2 separate regions of the Mus musculus genome follow, and region 1 is linked to region 2. Evidence: chromatin contacts called from public HiChIP or PLAC-seq data. All regions are on one chromosome and are shown on one strand. The core of a region is the stretch at or near the end of the contact, and the rest is flanking DNA. Distances in the headings are between cores, read along the strand shown. Region 1 overlaps Hbs1l (Hbs1-like (S. cerevisiae)). Region 2 overlaps Ahi1 (Abelson helper integration site 1).

Region 1 (4,203 bases), core at 679-3,178, 240 kb before region 2:
CTACTTTGAGTACCTAACACTTGACACTCATCTAACATCACGACTACTCTAAGAATTGTGTGTGAGCAGACTGCTTTCAAAACTAAAGCGAGCTTGGGGCTGACAGCACGGAGCTGCAGGATCTGAGGTCTCTGCCAAGCACCTACCACCCACCCGGTAGCTCACAACCATTTCCCTGAGGGGGTAAAAAAAAAATCTCTGTATATGTTTTGAGTATATTAAAGAACATACTTTAGAGTGCTAAAAAATGGGCAAGTAGTGGAAAGTTAGCAGATAATTCATCTAAACTACAAATCTCTGAGTTAGTCAGTTGGGCAAAGCGAGTGCCTCAGTTCACTAAAGGGGATTCTGAGAACCAAGAGCGGTTGCCTCAGCTTGGGCATTTTCCACCTGTGAGATGCTGTGCTCGCAAGATCACAGGGGAGCTTGCTTCTCCCAGAAGCCTGTGAGGCAGATTCCGACCTCTCCAGTAAATGGTACAGAAGCAATGCTAACGCACAGCAAACCGCTCCAGGTACCACCGTTTTCAGGCACTCTGACAGCTGGTGTCATGACTGCCCAAGAAGTGCCACATATCTGTCCCCGCACCTGGCAGCTCACTCACAGGTACAACTTCCATACAAATTAACACTCATCAGTGTGAAATGAAACCCTTTACTAAAGAGCCTCAGCAATGCTATTAGGACTCAAAATTCTATGTAAAATCAGTTTAATAAACATCTTACAACAGCCACCCCTTTCATCTCTCAGCGTCACAACAGAATCATACCTGTCACGAAATAACTGAGACTGCACAACAAACAACTTAAATTCAGGTGTATTTGGTTAAATAAAATCACCAGACACCGCCTCAGTGGGCTACTACAAAGCTCTTCAAGGGGGCTAGAGACATGGGCTCAGGGGTAAAGCACACATACAGCCCTCTCAGGTCTGAGTTCAGGTCCCGGCAGCCTCTTCAGGAAGGTAGCTCACACCTGCCTATAACTCCAATCAGAGGATATGATGTTCTTTCTGGCCTCTATAAGTTGCATTCACACATGTGTGTGCATGCAAGCACACATACATAATTAAAAATACAATCTTAGAAATAAGGTTTTAAGGAAGCTAGCTAGAGTGGCACATGGCTGCAACTGCAGCATTTGTGAGGCAGACGCAGGAGGAGTGAGCAAACATCCCAGGCTTCCCACCCTTTGGGTTTTGAGAGCCCGAGCTCTGACTTTCTCTGTAACCCTGACGCTGGCATACTTCTCTCTGAAGTCTTTCTAGAAAGGAATAGAAGTAGTGAAACCTGGTTTCACTGAATTGATCTCTCCTCTCCCTCCACTGTGTTCCTCACTAAAATATTCAGTAGTAAGTAGCATGTATTCAAAGACTGAAAGACTTATCATTGCCATAGAATGAAATAATTGTATGTAAATATATCTAATTTTAATCCTGATAATTTTAAAAACAAAGTTACTAGGATTAAAAGGAAGTTCTATGTAATATTCAAGTAACTTATATGCTTTAAATAAAAAAGCTTTAAGAATCTAAAGTAAATTATTTTTAAATTAAGCAATTCATGCTTCAATTTTTCCAGTGTAGGTGTATATATGAAGAGACTCTGAGAACATTACGGAGTACTTAAGCTTCTTCACTGAATTCAACCACTTCCTCTGAAAAAACTCCCACATAACAGTAAGCACAAAGCCAATTCATTCTCAGTTATCTTTACAAGATGTATACATTCTTCTTATTGTTTGAATAAAAATACTCAGTAAAGGATCAATTAGTGAAAACTTTCCAAGAAAATACATTTATAATGGAAAATTAGAGAAGTTACTTACTTATGCCTATTTTAACAGCCTAGAAAACCAGAACTGACTGCAGTAAAATGAAATCTATTTTAGTGCATTACTACTGCAAGGTCACATAAACTGAGTAGCAGTCAGACTCTCATCTTAACCCTTCATTGTAAAGTCTTCAGACCAATCACAGGACACTTCCAGGATGCCATGAGAGAGGAGAGAGGCTGCAGCTCCTACCAGCAGCCCATCCCCACCACTCCCTCGCTTCCACTCTGAAGCCTGAGGGATCGAAGCACAAGGAGGAGCAAGGGATCTTAGACAGGAGCTTGGCACTCGTAGGAAATAACTCAGCCATGGTCTAAGGATACTTTTAAACAACACCATCTCCGCAGTCACACCTGGTACAGATACACAACACGGGGTCTGCATGATAAAGCCACTATTGAGACATGATTTTTTGGGGGGAGGGAGGGGGGGACGAGGTCCCTCTCTGTATAGTCCTGGCTTGTCCTGGATGGAACTCACTATAGACCAGGCTAGCTTAGAATTCAGAGATGAGCCTGCCTCTGCTCTCCAGAGTGCTGTGATTAAAGGTGTGAGCCACCCCAGAGGTGACAAGGTGAGCACATCAGAGAACTGACGGGTTGTGCTGACTTAAATCTTCTCTCATACACTCATTTAACAACTCACTCATACGAACTGTATGGGTGACCCATTCTTAGGCTATGTGCATTTTCTACCAGCATGTTTTAACATATATGTTAACAGAGTTATCAAAATTAAGAAAGATAACATTTAATACACTATTTTAGAAATAACACGAATTACTATTAAAGGTAAGAGGTTTAAGCTATGTCTCAAAGAAAGAAAATGAAGTATTTATAAAACTGTGCTGAGCCTGAATCCAGAGTAGAATATAGCAAGGTCAAGAATACAAGACGGCCTGAGTTTGGCCTTGCACACTCCCCGTTACTCTTCAGTGATGCTGTAGAGTATGAACTTCCAGCAGCTGGACGGATGGTTCAGCAGTTAAGTGTGTCTCCTGCTCCTGCATGGACGTGAGTTCTGTTCTGAGGACACACACTGGATAAACCACCTGTAACTTCAGCTCCAGGGGATTTTGATGCCATCTGCTGGCTCCCGTGGAAGCTGTGTTCATGTGTACATACAACCCCACACACATACAGAATTTTTTTTTTTTTTTTTTTTTTTGTTTTTTTTTTTTGGTTTTTTTGAGATAGGGTTTCTCTGTGTAGCCCTGGCTGTCCTGGAACTCACTCTGTAGACCAGGCTGGCCTCGAACTCAGAAATCCGCCTGCCTCTGCCTCCCGAGTGTTGGTATTAAAGGCGTCCACCACCACGCCCGGCTTCAGAATTTAAAATATGAACTAAATATATTTTTTTAAACTAAATGATTTCCCTCTTCCTCAAATAAAAAATATTCAAACGGGGCTGAGACATGGAGATACTCTAAGAAAAATAAAGAAAACTTAACAGCAGACAAAGAATGCAGAATATGAATGAGAAAATACTTTTTGATCTAATTTATTTTCACTTTATGTACATTGGTGATCTGACTGCATGTATTTCTGTGCAAGGGTGTCACATCCCCTGGAACAGGAGTTACAGACAGTTGTGAGCTGACATGTGGGTGCTGGGAATTGAGCCCAAGTCCTCTGGAAGAGCAGCCAGTGCTCTTAATCGCTGAGCTCTCTCTCCAACCACCAGAAAATAATTTTATATTTTAGCATGAACAATAGTAAAGATACTATAGCTAAGAAGAACTTAAAGGATAAAAGATTTTTAGAACTAGAGTAAGGGGGCTGGAGAAATGTCTCAGCAGCTAAAGAACACTTTTTGTTCCTCTAGAGGACCTAGATCTGGTTCCCAGCATCCACATGGTGGCTTGTTCGAGATCTGATGGTTCCCCGACCTCAGCAAGGAACCAGGCACCCCACACATATACAGCCAACGTATTCAAGCATGCAGAAGAAGACAAAATCAACAAGATGGAGAAGGAGGATCAGGAAGAAAGCTCCTGCACAGAGAGGAAGGGTAGAAATAAAATGAAAGTTACAAGAGATACGAATCAGACTGGCTAGCTGTGTTAACTTGAGATACTCCCAGACTCCTCTATTTAACAGACAGGGGGAAAAAAAAAGCCCAGCTAGTGACAGGGCTTTGGAAGGATTTGAAACTTTCACAAGGTACAGCCTCAGTGAAGAAATGCGTCACAGGCTTTTAGAACCTGACCCTTATGCTTTTGGCCTCGTGGATTTTACCCCCACACCATAAGCCCAAATATTCCCCAAGTTGCTTGGAAGGCTCATCACAGCAACAAAGACAGTAACCAATATACTAGTCACACAAGAACAGAAAATAAGAAAGGTACTACAGCAAACAAGGGACTCAATCT
Region 2 (4,136 bases), core at 834-3,333:
TAGTTACTAATAGCACAAGCACAATACTTTGACCAGTAACACTCACAATGGTTCATAACAATTAAGCCCAAAGGCCACAGTGATTTTTTTCTTTTTAGAGCTAAGTTTGCTTCAGATTTTTAAGGTCAATAAATACTGCTTCTTTTCACCCAAAATCTAACGAGAACTCCGTCTGGCGTGGACGTCACATCATGTGCACTCATCAGGCGGCTTCTGCTTCGTCTCCAGCTTTTTACTAGGGAGAAAAGCACACAAGATACTGAGTGACGTCTTCTAGCTACAACCGGAGCAGTTATGCAAGTAAGAGACTCAGTGACACACCTCACCTGCTAAATAAAAGGGCTATGTTACTATAACAATATTAACATATTAGCCCTCATATAGCTCGCCCCTGGTTATACTGTTCACATTTCTGTGCACTGTTAGCAGTTGCACTGACTCTTCCTGCACTGACAGGAACAAAAAAGACAAATTTCTCAAGAGGAGTTGTGGCAGCTCCAAACGGAGCAAGATGCTTCTGAAGGAAGCAGCTTCGGGCAAAGTCCTTCCCTTCAGGGGGCGGAGGTCTTGTGGAGGCATTTCAGTTTCATCACTATAAAGAAGTAGACCACTTTCATGGAGACTCTCTCACTCCATGGCTGGGTCTAAATTTCAAACTGGGCTAATTATAGTTTTCAAACTATAAGAGCCAAGTGAGCCAAGGCGTTTTGTGCTTCTGATCCGCCATGGCTGTCATCATCACTGGCTATCATGCTGACCATGTATCTAACAGAATCTTGGGATACAACAAGTTAAATTATTACTAAAAATCAAGGGCCAACATACAGATGTTGCTTTCTTAGAATCTACAGTGGACACGGATAGCGAGTGGGTGACAGACAGAGGGATTGACCATTTGAGCGGCACAGTTGACTCTGGACTTAAACCTCCTGGGACCCCTCTAACCAGAGAGGCCAGAGCACTGGACTATCCTTAGAAACAAGATATAGCCTTGAGACAATGGCAGCAGGTTAGGTCAACTCACCACCTCTGAGAAAAGCAATTGCTGACACACTGTGGCAGGCAAGAGCAGAGGCTAGCCCACTGGCCTTCCCGGGGAGGCAAACACTTGTGTTTTCCAAAACAGGCCTTACTTTAAGTATGTGTTTATGTTATTTTTTTTCCGTCTGAGAAAAAATTTACATCCAAGGTTGGGAAAAATTCTGTTGTTAGTTCAGGTTTTCTGATTTTAAATTTGTTAAGTGCAATTACACAGATAAACTCCTGTGATGTGCAGAAGCGCAGAAAGTGAAACTCATGAGAGCAACTGGTTTAAGTGTAAAATGCAACAGACACAACATGCTAAAATACTATAGTAACAGGAGGAGTCAGAAAGTCATTTCTGTTATCATGTCACACTTCTGGCCCAATTAGGGACGGATAAGAGAGGGAAAGAGAAGAGTGGAGGTTCAAATAAATGCAGGTACAAATCATACAGAGACCCTAAAACCTGCAGAGCACAGAGAGGAGAAGAAAGGTTAGGACAACACAACAGACAGAAGGGGAGGGTGCATGGTGGTGGCACAGGAGGAAGAAAGAAAGGGAAGGGTGACAGGCCACAGCTGGGAATCAGTGATGACTCCGCAGGTGCAGAAGATGGAGGCTGAGCTTTGAAAAGTAAACAGAGAAGCAGGAGAAACTCCAGAGCGGAAGCCCTGAGAGAAGCTGAGAGAAAGCTGAAGCAGCAGCGACAGTCTCTGAGGGAAACGACTCAGACCGTCAGGAGGAAGGAACAGTGCAAGAAACATACAGGCTGCCTGTTAGCGGGAGGCAGGGTTAGGATGAAAGGGACAGAGGGACAGTCATGGAAGCCCCATTCTCTCAAGAAACACAAGCCCAAGTCCAAACCCCTCCGCTGAGGTCTGTTCATACAGAGTAGGCCTACAGCTAACACAGGACAGAGGCCGTAGACAGAGAGAAAGGGGGATCTATACAGCAAGATCATGAAAGTGAATATGAAACCTGATGTGTGTGTAGAGCAGCGACACTGAGTGGCAGGCCAGGCCTTATGTCAGAAGGAACTGGACCCGGTACGGGTTAGGCTCTGTGCTGAGCTCCCACGCAGGAAATGCCAGCATGCAGTGGCGGCCTGCGAGCACTGCAAGAACTTGCTATCCAGGCAGAGCTCTCAACACGGAAGAGGAGAACACCCCGCTTAGGGAACTGGGTGTTAGGAGACCTTGAGCCTCGGGCTCTTGTGTAGAAAGAATAGATCATGTTAGAACTTTTGAAATTATGTTCATTTTGAAGAGAATACTGAAGTAGTGTGAAAACGTTGAGTAGAAAAAAAAATCAGGAAATAAATAGATACAAAGGAAAAATTCTCAGCACAGCCTCAGCACCCAGACAGTGAGCCCACACCTGCTGATGCTGCTGTTCAGGGGCGCGTGCTGAGCCTCAGCATCCAGACAGTGAGCCCACACCTGCTGATGCTGCTGTTCAGGGCCACACGCACTGACTATTTATACCTACCTTCTAGATTTATCAATCGCATCTTTCCACTCATATGCAATATGCCAAAAACATGACAAAAACTGTGTCCAATGAATAATGAGTACCTGACAATTGATTATTTAAGTGTTTCACAATTTTATCAAAAGATGGCTTAGTCGGCCATCACTGCAAAGAGAGGCCCATTGGACACGCAAACTGTATATGCCCCAGTACAGGGGAACGCCAGGGCCAAAAACATGGGAATGGGTGGGTAGGGAAGTGGTGGGGGGAGGGTGTGGGGGACTTTTGGGATAGCATTGGAAATGTAATTGAGGAAAATATGTAATAAAAAATATAAAAAAAAGAAATAAAGATAAAACCTGAAAGTGAAAAAAAAAGTGTTTCACAATTTAATAAATTCCTTTTAGAAGAGCATCCACTGAAACAACAGTCTCAATTGTGCTGCGCAGGTGGGCTTAACCATCAACCTCCCACTAAGAGGCAAACAGCTGAGCCAGCATATTGAGTCAGAGATAATTTAACCAATGCTTTCCTCATAAAGACTGAATTAAAATTTTCTCTTAGACATCCACTTGAAGACACAGTCTTTTAACTGACTCTCTCCCTTGTCCTCAAATATTTCCCTGCTGTCTAGTAAGGGACATATTTAGTTTTGAGATGGAGTTTCCCTAGTTGGCCCAGAACAGCTTTGAACCCCTTGCTCTCACCACTCTTCCAGCTTCGAACATGAGCAACTGGGGTGACAGTCTTCATCACACATAGCTATGTAAGAATTGTGAGAACCGTACACTCACATGCTCTCTTTCATGAAAATAAAAACAAACTTACTAGCAAGCTTGCATCCATGAAGAGCGACTGGACTGTACACAGGGACATACATCTATGAGTGTAACCCACTTCCTTGTGTTCTCATAAAAATTATATTTCCTATATTTTGAAACTTGCTGTCATTTTTGTGATAAAAAATGATGTTTCTTTCTCTGATGATCTCTTGGAGCTTTCTATACGCTACACGTACAAAATCATTAGGAAAATTCTATATGCTACAGGTACAAAATCATTAGGAAAATTCTATACGCTACAGGTACAAATCCTTTAGGTAACATTCTTTTCTAGCCCAGCTGCTATTTAAAAACTTTATTGGTCTTTTTTAAAAAACAAATTTATTTTTATTTTATGGGTATGAGTATTTTGCCTGTATGCATGTACATACGTATGTGCGTACGTACATATGCATGCATGTACACCACGTAGTATCCAAGGAGGACAGAAGAAGGCACTGATCCTGCCACTGGAGTTGCTGACAGCTGTACGCTGCAGTGCCTGCTGGGAACAGGCAGCAGGGGCTCTAACTGCTGAGCCATTTTGCCTGCACCACTTTTAACGTTTCCAGTCCATAAATCTAAACATCTGTACCAAAATGGTTCCTAGCTGGACACAGTGACATGTAGCCACAGTCTTAGGTTCTCAGAAGCGAAGGCAGAACTGCTTGAGCCTGAGTCTGTGGCCAGTCTAGGAAACAAGAGCTGCCTGTCCCCTAAGAAACAAGCCATCACGATGACACAGCGAAAACAATCAAAAACCTAGAGGAAAACCTAAAATGTTTTCTAATTCTTATATCATGATCGTATACAAAGCCATCC

What was found. HiChIP or PLAC-seq counts read pairs in DNA pulled down with a chosen protein or histone mark.
Region 1: an H3K27ac HiChIP or PLAC-seq map of double positive thymocytes shows a contact between it and region 2, with 3 times the contacts expected there. The contact joins two enhancer-like sites. A contact is called at or near these places in 1 of 484 Hi-C or Micro-C datasets (cortical neurons) and 2 of 115 datasets of contacts at active chromatin or transcription factors (bone marrow-derived macrophages and double positive thymocytes).

The regions. Positions count from the first base shown.
Region 1 is chr10:21,316,651-21,320,853 of GRCm38.p6, reverse strand. All of the region lies in intron 4 of Hbs1l (Hbs1-like (S. cerevisiae)), which reads right to left. 4930455C13Rik (RIKEN cDNA 4930455C13 gene) reads left to right here. Exons shown (of 4, transcript NR_045352.1): 4 at 1,580-1,766. Among named protein-coding and RNA genes, the nearest start is that of Hbs1l, 23 kb to the right of the region's middle. Within about 2 kb of position 1,928, at least 16 of the 459 cell types and tissues checked have an H3K27ac peak or open chromatin away from gene starts, as enhancers often do. A contact at or near this core is called in double positive thymocytes, where this site is marked.
Region 2 is chr10:21,075,183-21,079,318 of GRCm38.p6, reverse strand. Ahi1 (Abelson helper integration site 1) reads right to left here. Exons shown (of 24, transcript NM_026203.3): 24 at 1-235. The coding sequence ends at 233. Among named protein-coding and RNA genes, the nearest start is that of Gm20149, 33 kb to the right of the region's middle. Within about 2 kb of position 2,083, at least 124 of the 459 cell types and tissues checked have an H3K27ac peak or open chromatin away from gene starts, as enhancers often do. A contact at or near this core is called in double positive thymocytes, where this site is marked.